3 separate regions of the Triticum aestivum genome follow, and regions 1 and 2 are each linked to region 3. The links are chromatin contacts, called in public Hi-C maps. All regions are on one chromosome and are shown on one strand. The core of a region is the stretch at or near the end of the contact, and the rest is flanking DNA. Distances in the headings are between cores, read along the strand shown.

The links. A called contact is a pair of places that touch in the nucleus more often than the background predicts.
Region 1: a contact with region 3 is called in a Hi-C map of leaf, with 5 times the contacts expected there. The contact joins the promoter of LOC123053041 here to the promoter of LOC123053042 in region 3. A contact is called at or near these places in 2 of 5 Hi-C or Micro-C datasets (both in leaf).
Region 2: a contact with region 3 is called in a Hi-C map of leaf, with 4 times the contacts expected there. The contact joins the promoter of LOC123053040 here to the promoter of LOC123053042 in region 3. A contact is called at or near these places in 4 of 5 Hi-C or Micro-C datasets (leaf and an unstated tissue).

The regions. Positions count from the first base shown.
Region 1 is chr2D:337,601,325-337,604,912 of IWGSC CS RefSeq v2.1, reverse strand. It overlaps LOC123053041 (UDP-N-acetylglucosamine transferase subunit ALG13 homolog), which reads left to right and starts at 1,406. Exons shown (of 4, transcript XM_044476419.1): 1 at 1,406-1,627; 2 at 2,953-3,136. The coding sequence starts at 2,972. It overlaps LOC123053040 (phototropin-2), which reads left to right. Exons shown (of 24, transcript XM_044476415.1): 22 at 1-42; 23 at 130-239; 24 at 594-894. The coding sequence ends at 222.
Region 2 is chr2D:337,621,774-337,625,171 of IWGSC CS RefSeq v2.1, reverse strand. It overlaps LOC123053040 (phototropin-2), which reads left to right and starts at 1,400. Exons shown (of 24, transcript XM_044476415.1): 1 at 1,400-1,705; 2 at 2,215-2,741; 3 at 2,821-3,003; 4 at 3,094-3,185; 5 at 3,285-3,398. The coding sequence starts at 2,302.
Region 3 is chr2D:337,886,161-337,889,837 of IWGSC CS RefSeq v2.1, reverse strand. LOC123053042 (probable ribose-5-phosphate isomerase 2) reads right to left here and starts at 1,960. Exons shown (of 1, transcript XM_044476420.1): 1 at 834-1,960. The coding sequence starts at 1,803. The coding sequence ends at 1,033.

The DNA.
Region 1 (3,588 bases), core at 157-2,656, 280 kb after region 3:
CCATTTTTTGAAGACATCTATTGGCCACTTATACGTTGCATGGTGATCTAAAAGTTTTTGATTGCAGAAAGCTTTCAGAGTATGATAGCTTAGTTTGTTATTAATGTTCAAATAAATTTGGATTTGCAGAGTCCCCCGGAGCTTGATGTTCCGTTGAAGCTGATTGGCAAGGAGTCTCAACCAAAAGTGAAGCCCGAGGAAGGTGTTATTGATACATTTTAAGGTGGAAATGACGCAAGGTAATTTTACAACATGTTCTCCGTGTGAAGTAATGTTTGTCCCTTATCGAGAAAAAAAGTAATGTTTGTCAATGTTTTGTTACGAACTTGCAAGAAGATGAATAATTGACATTTATAATGATTAAAATAGTCAAACTCTAATTGGATAATGAGAAAACGGGGGCGAGTATGAACAAGTGGATGAGTATGCGTGGACATATCATACGCGAAGGCTTGGTCTGTGCCTAGTAAAAGCAGGTCTTGTGTAATCAAAGCAGGCCGTCGTACTGAAATAAGTACATTACTTACAGTGTAATTTTTTTTCTTAATTTATGTTTTTTCTTGTTTGTAAACTGATATTATTGATTTTTGCAGGACTGTTTGCACGACGTCCATGTGGTAGGAATGGTTGTTCTTAACCAAATAAGAGGCTTGCAAGTCCTGTGAAGTGATAGAAGGAAGTGTGGCCTTCAGTGTTTTCACTTTGAGATGCCTCGAGATCCTGTACATGAGCTATTCTTTTGGTTAGATTAGGAGCTTAAGTAAATAGGATATTATTCCTGTAAAGTTTCACTCTTCCTGGAGATGGTATGGTAAGATGTACGCGGCACGGATAATGTACTTTGAAAAGATCTGATATTTGCTTCTTTACAATAAAGCTTGTATTTACAAACCATTGTGGCCGCATGCATCTTTCCGATGCAGAGGCCGGGGATGTCCTCCTTTTCAAAATAATAAATAAATTAGAAACCATTAAGATTACTGTAAAACCAAGCTTTTTCGGATGGAGGGAATACCTATTTTAAGGATATTTGGCTTATTGGATCCCCTTGATAGCTAAAAAGAAAATAATTTTCTACACGATAAAATACAGAAATCTGTTGCCGCATCTCGGTCTCGAATCTATTTCGTTCTACATAAAATATATTTCTCTGTCAAACATTCAAGCCAGTACCTTAGCAGGTCCATAAAACTCAGGGTAATTTCAAGTAAACTATTTTACTTATTTATATACTACTCACTTATTTTGGGACAGAGGGAGTATATACCAACACTAAATTCTGCACAAGGTTTTATTGCTGGAGCCTCTCGGCCATACGACTGAAAAGAAAAAGAAAAAGAAAAAAAATCAACGGCAGTCTGAGGATTGGAGACTTGGAGTACATCCGACTATTCCAATCCTCTGTTCTGTTCAGTTCATTCAGAACGACGCACGCCGCCCCGCTTCCTTCGCTCGCTCGGACCGCCCCTCCGCCCGCCGCCGGAGCTCCACCCTCCCACCCCGCCCGCCGGTCCTCCTCCCGCCCCCGCAGGTCCTCTACCGCGCGATCCCGTCCCGTCCCGCCCTGCCTTCCGCTCGACCCCAGCTCGGCCTCGTCCACGAATCGAGGGAGGGAGGTTCCTCTCAGGTGAGCTTCCCTCTCCCAATTCTGATGCCCCATGTATCTGGTTAGTTCCCCGATTTGGGCGATTTCAGGGTTTCATGTGTGCCGCGATTTTGTTTGGTATCAACTCTAGCACTAGCATGGGGAATTCACAGCACATAGTCGAGCATAATTGACAAAACTATTTTCGCAACAAAAGTAGTACTCCCTACGTTCACAAATATAAGATGTTTTGGATATTTTAGTATGGACTACATGCGGACTGAAATGAGTGAACAAACACACTGGAACGTGTCTGCATACATCCGATTCACAAAAAAGTTAGGACGTCTTATATTTGTGAACTAAGGGAGTAACTAATAATTATGACAATTGCCATCTAAATCTTGAAGGACAGCTTGTTAACGTTTTAGTCCCTCACTAACGAGGGACATCTTGTGGGTTAGATGCTAATTGGATGAAAGAGCATGTGCAAGTGTTGTACGAATTGACACACATAAAAGTGTGTTGTCGGGTCGTTCAAGATGTGAAGAAATGAAAGGCAAAGGTGGAACATAACCATTGGATGAGATATAAATTGGAATAAACATTTTTGCTTGGTTAAGTATTTTTTACATTCTTATAGATAAATAGTCTTCTTTTGCTTGGAAACTCAGTGCCTTAACCCATTTACAAGCATAAGTCATCTCCCACCGGTCTAATATGTAAATGTTTTTGGACATTGACACTTTGACACGGTCTTCAAGATTATTATTTTTTGATCATCAGTTTATGTGCAAACATGTTCTCACACATAAAAATGATTATACATTATTGCAAGTATATGTATTGATAAATCTAACAATGTTAAGTTTTTTTTTTGGATTCTAGCAATTCTTTGTTTATACATGTTTAAACTTAGAAACATTTTACTAGCATTAAATTTTAAAGAACTTACATTTTGAATCAGAGGTAGTATCCGTTTCCTTTAGTTTCCCTTTTAAATGTTAACAAGTGATATTGAGTCGCCGATTAGTTGGCGGCTTGGCGCTTAATTGCCGCGACTACGCACTTGCCGGTGTAGCGGTTGTGGCTTGCTTCTATGATTCGAGCCGCACATATGGAAGGCGACTTGCTCCTACTAGTCGGTGACTATGAACGCCGAGCCATGCGTGGCTCGATTCGGTGAGACCTAGTGGCAGGAATCTATTTTGATGATAGTTGTTCTGTGCTATTGATCAAGTGGGATCTGAAAATAAGAATGTTATAAAAGGACACACCTTTTTTTGGATCACGACTATAGTCTATAGTCGTGACTCTGACTGTATTTGACAATCAAAAAACCTTGATACTAACTTGTTTTTCTACAGAGCTTACTCTTCAGAAGGAATGGGAGATAGAGAAAGGCGAGTGGTGTTTGTCACAGTAGGGACGACATGTTTCGATGCTCTTGTCAAAGTGGTAGATTCTGAGGAACTCAAACAAGCACTACTGCAGAAAGGTTACACAGACCTTCTGATTCAAATGGGCCGAGGAACATACAAGCCATCCAAGGTAACATCTGTCTCCATCTTGCAGTCAGTTTTCTTTGTGTGGTTTTGCTTAGTGACTGGCCGACTGCACCTTTTAGTCAATGCAGTATTTTGTTATCAAAATCGCAATCTACAGCATACTTAATAGGTAAGAAGGGAAAGTCTGATAATGTTTTGCAATCTCGTCAGGTTCTACTACTGCAAGGAGTAATTGATTTGTAATGTTGCTTATTAATCCTTAAATGGACATAGTATCTGACCAACTGAGATCTGTAACTGCTGATCTGACATCTAGGTGTAAATTGCGCATTGCTTGTGGAAAGAAATTGCATGAAGATATTTGTAACTAATTGTGGCATCCTTATAGATGCTGACACTTTTAATGCTACAATCATTTACATCTTTTGATGCATCACATGAACAAAATTCCAGACTTGCAAAATTTATGATAAAGCTAGACAGGAAAGGTGGCAA
Region 2 (3,398 bases), core at 151-2,650, 260 kb after region 3:
TGTCAAGCATGCTTGCGACACTAACACGAACATCTAAAAAAACTAATTTTTTTTGAATTTACTGTTCATCCATAGTATATGCTCCTGGAGCCGGCAAATTTGACAAATTTGACCTATAGACGAAATCAAATCACAGAATGAACTGTCTGTGAAACTATTTCACGCGGCTGACCTGTGGCGCCTAGCTCTCAGGCGCTCTGCACTAATGCAACGCCTGTGAGCTAGGCGCTGCACTAGTGCAACGCCTAGGAGCTAGGCGCTGCAATTCATCCATAGTATATGCTCCTGGAGCCGGCAAATTTGACAAATTTGACCTATAGACGAAATCAAATCACAGAATGAACTGTCTGTGAAACTATTTCACGCGGCTGACCTGTGGCGCCTAGCTCTCAGGCGCTCTGCACTAATGCAACGCCTGTGAGCTAGGCGCTGCACTAGTGCAACGCCTAGGAGCTAGGCGCTGCACTAGTGCAACGCCTAGGAGCTAGGCGCTGCACACTGATTTAGTAATTTTCTGATCACACGTGTGCGACGCTGGCCGTGTAGCGCCTATCTGTGAGGCGTTGCACAGTGTAGTGTGGCGCCTTCGTGTCGGGCGTCACACAAAAATGTCAGCCGCGTGAAATAGTTTTACGGATAGTTTGTTCTGTGATTTGATTTCGTCTATAGGTCAAATTTGTCAACTTTGCCCCGGAGCCACCCGTCCTGATAAATAAAGGGTACAAAGTGATTCAAGAATTCTGAAATTCCTACTACTACTACTACGAGATAAGGCGGCATTTAGTAGTTCTCGGACAGTACTAGAGGTGATAATCGGCAAAAGATCTGCAAGTGTTAGAAGATAGCTATCTCATTCAGTTTTCTTTTTCATAGAACAGTGCACCCGTTTTGTCTCTCGTCTCCTAATCACGCTGAGCGGACGGTCCACAAGAGAAGCTTAGTGGATGTCGTCCCCCAGCACAACCCAATCATCTGCAATCATCATAGTTTTGTAACGCGGGAAAATTTCCCCCATCCATACACAAAACTGTACTCTTTCTTCTTAAATCTCTATCTCTACCGCTAAAAATGAAGATCTCGAAGGCACACGCAATTTTGTAACGCGTGTCGTCCCATCGTATTTGTACCCGATTGTTCCTAGCTATCCACAGCAGCCGGCCACACTGGTCTCGCCCGTCGCCGTCCCACACTCGCTCGTCCGCCCGGGAACAACCTCGCGACAGCGAAGCTCAGGCGGACCTCCCCGGCAGCCCGTCATCCACTGGATCCCCTCGCGCGCTCCCGTGGCCGCACACCCGCCCCGAAAAATCTCCCCGTCGCCGTCGCCGTCGCCGTCAGCACCACCCCCACCCCTGGGCAAAACGCGTCCGCACGATGCCTCGCTCGCTCGCTCGCTGGCGACGACGCCTCCCCGTGTCGCACCGGCCGGGGTCCGTACGTGCCTCCATCGCTGGCCACAAAACGGGGGCGCCAGGGCGAGGCGACATCCGTGAGTCGACCACGGGTAGGATTGCATTATCCTCTCCCTTGCGCCACGCCCGCCATTCTTTTCCGCTGCCGCTCTGCTTTCCACTTCCAGGCGCAGCAGCAGCACCTGATACCTGATTCCGCACGCGCACGGGCTAGATAGGTCCTCGTCTGTATAGCTACATCCATCCATCTGCTCTGCTCTGCCATTGGGAGGCGCCGCACCTGACACCTCAAGGTTGGTTGATCCTCCTCTGCCTTTTGCTCTTTCTGGTTGGGCCGTGCACTTGTGTCCTTTGATGCTTGGTCCGTCGTCCTGCTGCTTACCTTTTATGTTCTTGCCGTCTCTGTACACCGGTATTCCGTGCTGGAGCTGGACGTAGCCAAGCTACCAACGCTATTTCGTTGGTCTGCTTTGGATAATGGAACAGTGAGGGGTAGGTTCCACTCTACTGTACTATATCTATCAGGTTCCGTATGTACCCTACTTCAGAAGTAGTTCTTGGCTTATCTCCACTCACGAGTCGGTTGTGTTTTTCTTTAAAATATTCGTATCCAACTCCCCTGTTCGATTTGTTTGGAGCCCTTGATTGGTCACTATACTACAGTAGAAAGTGGTTGCTCAATTTTTCACCTGTTGCACCTCAAATGTGTGTGTTCTCCCCAGACACGGTTTGCTGAATTTTACGACAAGATCATAACAACACTGCATGCGAGATACCTGAATTTTGCGTTTCTTCTTTCCAGTGCAGAAATTCAGCAGATGGTTGGTCGACCATAGTTGCACCGCTGATCAAATCAGTCTCGTCAGCGGCGTAGCACGTGACGTGATCCATGGCGGGCGCAGGCAGCTCCAAAGATGTAGCCGACTCAGTGGAGAAGTGGATGGCGTTCCCGTCCGGGTCCGGGTCCGGCGAGGAGAGCAGCTTCACCCTCCCGACGCCGCCGTCACTGTCCAGCGGGAAGGAGATCGTCGAGGAGCCGGGCGGTTCAGGCAGCGGCAGCAAGCAGCAGGGGTGGTGGCCCAAGCCGGAGCAGCGGCGCCGCAGCAGCAGCGGCGCCGGCATGGGCAGCGCCAAGCCGTCCATGGAGGGGCGCGGGTCGTCCGACGCGCTGCCGCGGGTGTCGCAGGAGCTCAAGGACGCGCTGTCCAACCTGCAGCAGACGTTCGTCGTCTCCGACGCCACCCGCCCCGACATCCCCATCATCTACGCCAGCGCCGGCTTCTACACCATGACCGGGTACTCCGCCAAGGAGATCATAGGACGCAACTGGTACGTGGGCCATCATCGCCGGTTTCTTGGTCGACCGATCAGTGCGATGAGGCATGTCTGAGCTCTGCTTTTTGTGCAGCCGGTTTCTTCAGGGCCCGGAGACGGACCAGAACGAGGTGTCCAAGATCAGGGACGCCGTGAAGGCCGGCAAGAGCTTCTGCGGCCGGCTGCTCAACTACCGCAAGGACGGCACGCCGTTCTGGAATCTCCTCACCGTCACCCCCATCCGCGACGACAACGGCAAGGTCATCAAGTTCATCGGGTACGCGCTCACCTTACTTCTCCAATGCACATGACATGAAGACATGTTCTTGCTCGAGCTGCGCTCTTATTTTTGATGGTGGACGCGCAGGATGCAGGTGGAGGTGAGCAAGTACACGGAAGGGCTGAGCGACAAGCGCATGCGGCCGAACGAGATGCCGGTGTCGCTCATCCGCTACGACGGTGAGCCACGCGCAACAACTCTGCCTTGGCCGTCGTCTGGTCACTCTCGACTCGATCGGCGCTGAAACTGACAATTCTCTGCACTCCGTGGGAACGCAGACCGGCAGAAGGAGAAGGCCATGTCGTCGATGACGGAGGTCGTGCAGACAGTGAAGCACCGGCGCGCGGACTCGCCGGAGCGGGAGCCGCCCAAGGCCAGCGACGCGGACAAGA
Region 3 (3,677 bases), core at 711-3,210:
CCAAGATTCGCACCCAGCCCTTCATAAACTGACGGGCGCATTTAGCGCAAAATTGGATGGTGTTAATCGCCGAGAAGGGGCGAGGGGCGGCGGCGCGGGCCTCAACCCACCGGCGCTAACGGCCTCGACGAAACCGAGCTAGTTGAGCCAGAATTCCTCAAACCAGAAACGAGGAGGTTGAGGAGGACGGTCGTTCTCAGAAGAGAGAAGCAGGGGCACATGGTCAGAACTGATTCGGGTGATCGCGCGAAGCGACGCTAGAGGGCATCGCAGCTCCCATTCCGGGGAGACCATGACGCAGTCCAGGACGGAGCGAGTCGGGTCCGCCTGGCGGTTGGTCCAGGTAAATCTAGCACCAACCCTATCTAATTCGTGGAGGCCTAAATCTCCACTAGTTTTTACAGTACATTCTCGAGATGTTCTTAGAGGTGCTTTGTTTGCACTAGGTTTCTTTTTTCTCTGCTTGTGTTAAAAGCGAAACACTATTGTCCATGCAAATAAGTGCCAAAAAGAGTGGCGCATTTGGATGGGAGAAAGGAAGAAAAAAGTGGCAAAAGAAAGTGTCTCCATACAAACGGATGTCTAGAAATCCGGTGCACTGAATCGGACCATTAAACTTAAAAAAGAAAACTGGCATGCACATTCTATCCATGCCTAGTTGAGACTACTGATTTGGACCCTACTGGACCGTAGCCAATCCATTTCATGTCATGGATTGGTGAACACAAAACACAGGCACATGGCTACTATCACTGAATCGGGAGGGAACGGACAGCTGATGTAAGCCAAAGTATATATGCCTAAACAAGGAGTCAAAATTGGGAGGCGAGCAATGAACAAAACTGACTTGATAACATTATGGAGCGAAGTCCAAAATTTATTAGCTTCACCACATTAAGCTGGGCACCATCGCATTACCCATGAATAGGAGGAAACGCTGTAACAGTAACGTAGAGCAAGTTCACCGCAGGAGCAAGAACAGCTTCAATCTTGGCTTATTGTCATCTCCTCTGCAGACTCTTCCCCAGGCGGCTACTTCTTGCTGAGGACCGCCACGGTGCCGTCCTTCTTGGCGACAATCACCTTGGTGGCCATGCCGAGGAACATGCCGTGCTCGACGACGCCCGTGATGCGCAGCAGGCTGTCGCTGATGTCGCGCAGGTTGCCGTGTATGCCGTCCTCGAAGAACATCTCGACGATGTGGTTGCCGTTGTCGGTGAGAAAGAGCTCCTCCTGGCGGTCGCTGGCCTTGGACTTGACGGTCCTGAGCCTGGCGTGGAAGCCCGGCAATTTGTCGAACACCTTGCGGATGAGGCCGAGCGTGTAGGCGCTGCCGAAGGGGACGACCTCGACGGGCACGGCGCCCGTGCAGCCGAGGCGGGGGACGAGCTTGGACTCGTCGACGATGACGACGAAGCGGGCGCCGGCGCCCTCGATCATCTTCTCGCGGAGGAGCGAGCCGCCGCGGCCCTTGACGAGGTTGAGGTCCGGGTCGACCTCGTCGGCGCCGTCGATGGAGAGGTGGATCTCGGCGGCGTCGGCGAGCGCGAGCATGGGGATCCCGACGCGCGCGGCGTGCGCCTCCGTCTTGAGGGAGGTGGGCACCCCGGCGACCGCGCGCAGCGCGCCGGTGCGGAGGAGGTCGCCGAGGCGGTCGAGCGCGTGCGCGGCCGTGGAGCCGGTGCCGAGCCCCAGCGTCATGCCGGACTCCACCATGTCGACGGCGCGGTGCGCGGAGACGCGCTTGAGGTCCTCCTGCGTCGCCGCGTCGAGGGCCCGCGGCGGCGAGGCGGCGCTGCCCATGGCGGCGAGGCGAGGGGGGCGAGGGTTTCTTGGAGGGGATTGGGGTGGGGAAACGGGAGGTGGGGGATTTGGGAGTTTTGCTACGAATCTTTGTGTAGATTTTTAGGAAAGGAGGCGGCGGGAAATGGGAAGTGGAGGTGGAGCGTGTGGGGGGAGATGGCACAGAATCGGCAGCATTTATGGGCATCGGAATGCGTGAAAGGTGCGGCGAATCAGGGCGTGTTTCTCTCTCTGACCTGACGCGGTCTTTATTCGGGGGTTCTGCACGCGTTGTAAAACGGAACGGAAATTCTACTTGGTGTCCTCTCTACGCTACGTACAGCACTTCTCTCCGTTGCTTGCACTGCTGCAGTGCCATGATTCACGTTGCTGGGGCAAGAAACGGAAGGAAACGGCGTGCTTCATGCTTGATTTATTAACAATTTCGGTTGCTGATAGGCCTATCTTCAGAGGGATCCAGCTCCGTACCGTTCGCTTTTAACAAGGCAAGCTTTCTACCGCTGCCACGGCGAGACTGTGTCAGATATGAATAAATTGTGGTTCAGTAACTCTTCTTTTTATAACGTGTGGTTCAGTAACTTTGAGGAACTTGAATTTCAGTTTTATAGTGCCATGTCCAACAGTTACATGCCAAAGTCATTTATTCAGTTTAGTTAAGGAAACAATGTGTAATCCTGTAAAATACAATTCCATAAGTTCAAAAATAATTGACATGGTTTTGTTTCAAGGTAGTCCTTGTACACTTCCTGACTTCTCAAACCCAATGAAAGCCTACAAATAGTGAATTCAGCGTATCTCAAATGGCCATTTGGCTTCCTTCTACTGGAACTAGCTCACCGGGGTTCAAGTACTAACCTTTGCAATAATGCTCGTATTTTTTTGAATTGATTTTAGTCTTTTTGTTGATTTCCTTTGGTGGAAGGTACGAAGCGGCTGTGATAACTTCGTTAATCTTAAGATGATATTTCACCTCGGTCTCTCGGAGATGTTCATAGAAATAGAGTGTGTATGCATGCATTTATAGGTATGTGTGTATGTGAGCATTCTTTCGAGCCAACCTTTTCCATGGTATGTTGTGCTCCTGCGAAAGCACTGCACAAAGGAATAAAGAATATGTTTATTATGTTTCTATTTATAAAAGCAGTTTCTTTATAAAAGTAAGCATGAGTTCACGTTCATGCTTGTGCCTCAACATATTTGTTTGAGAAAACCTAGTGGTTCCAATACAGTCTGTATCTGTTATATATTTTAAGGAAAAAAGAGATGTAGATTTGTATCTTCGTTGGTCAATGAACAATGATTAGCAAGACACATGAATGGATATCCAAGTTATATTCTCGCTATTTTTTAATTGACAAGGACCTCGTGGCAAAAATGTCCTAGCTGCGATTGGCACAACCAGTCCGTACTAGGGAATTCCAAGTACTGGCCGGACCCTTTATCCAACAAACAACAATGCATGCGTTTTTTTTTTCCTTGAGGGGAACAGTGCATGGGTAAGAGCATCTCTAGCGGCAGAGCCCGTAAAGCACCACCTGTAGAAAAACAGTACACATGCCCTTCTAAAACAAATTTACGGTATCGTGAGGCATCGGGCGGAACAGATCACATAAACCTGTGCTGTAAGCGTTTTTTCCTTTTTTTTCCTTGGGCTTCTTCTTTCTCCGGACGGACGCATTCACGAACTTGAACTCCGCCGGCCAGAACGGCACCGCTCCGCCCTGCGGCCTGATGTGCCTCGTTGCCTGCTCCGGCGATGCTCCGGCCCGCCGCATGCTCCGATGATGCTCCGGCCCGCCGTCTGCGAGCTCCTCTGCCTGCCCGCTGCTCCTGTGCGGCGTCGCGAGGCCCCTGCTCCGGCGTTGACTGGCTTT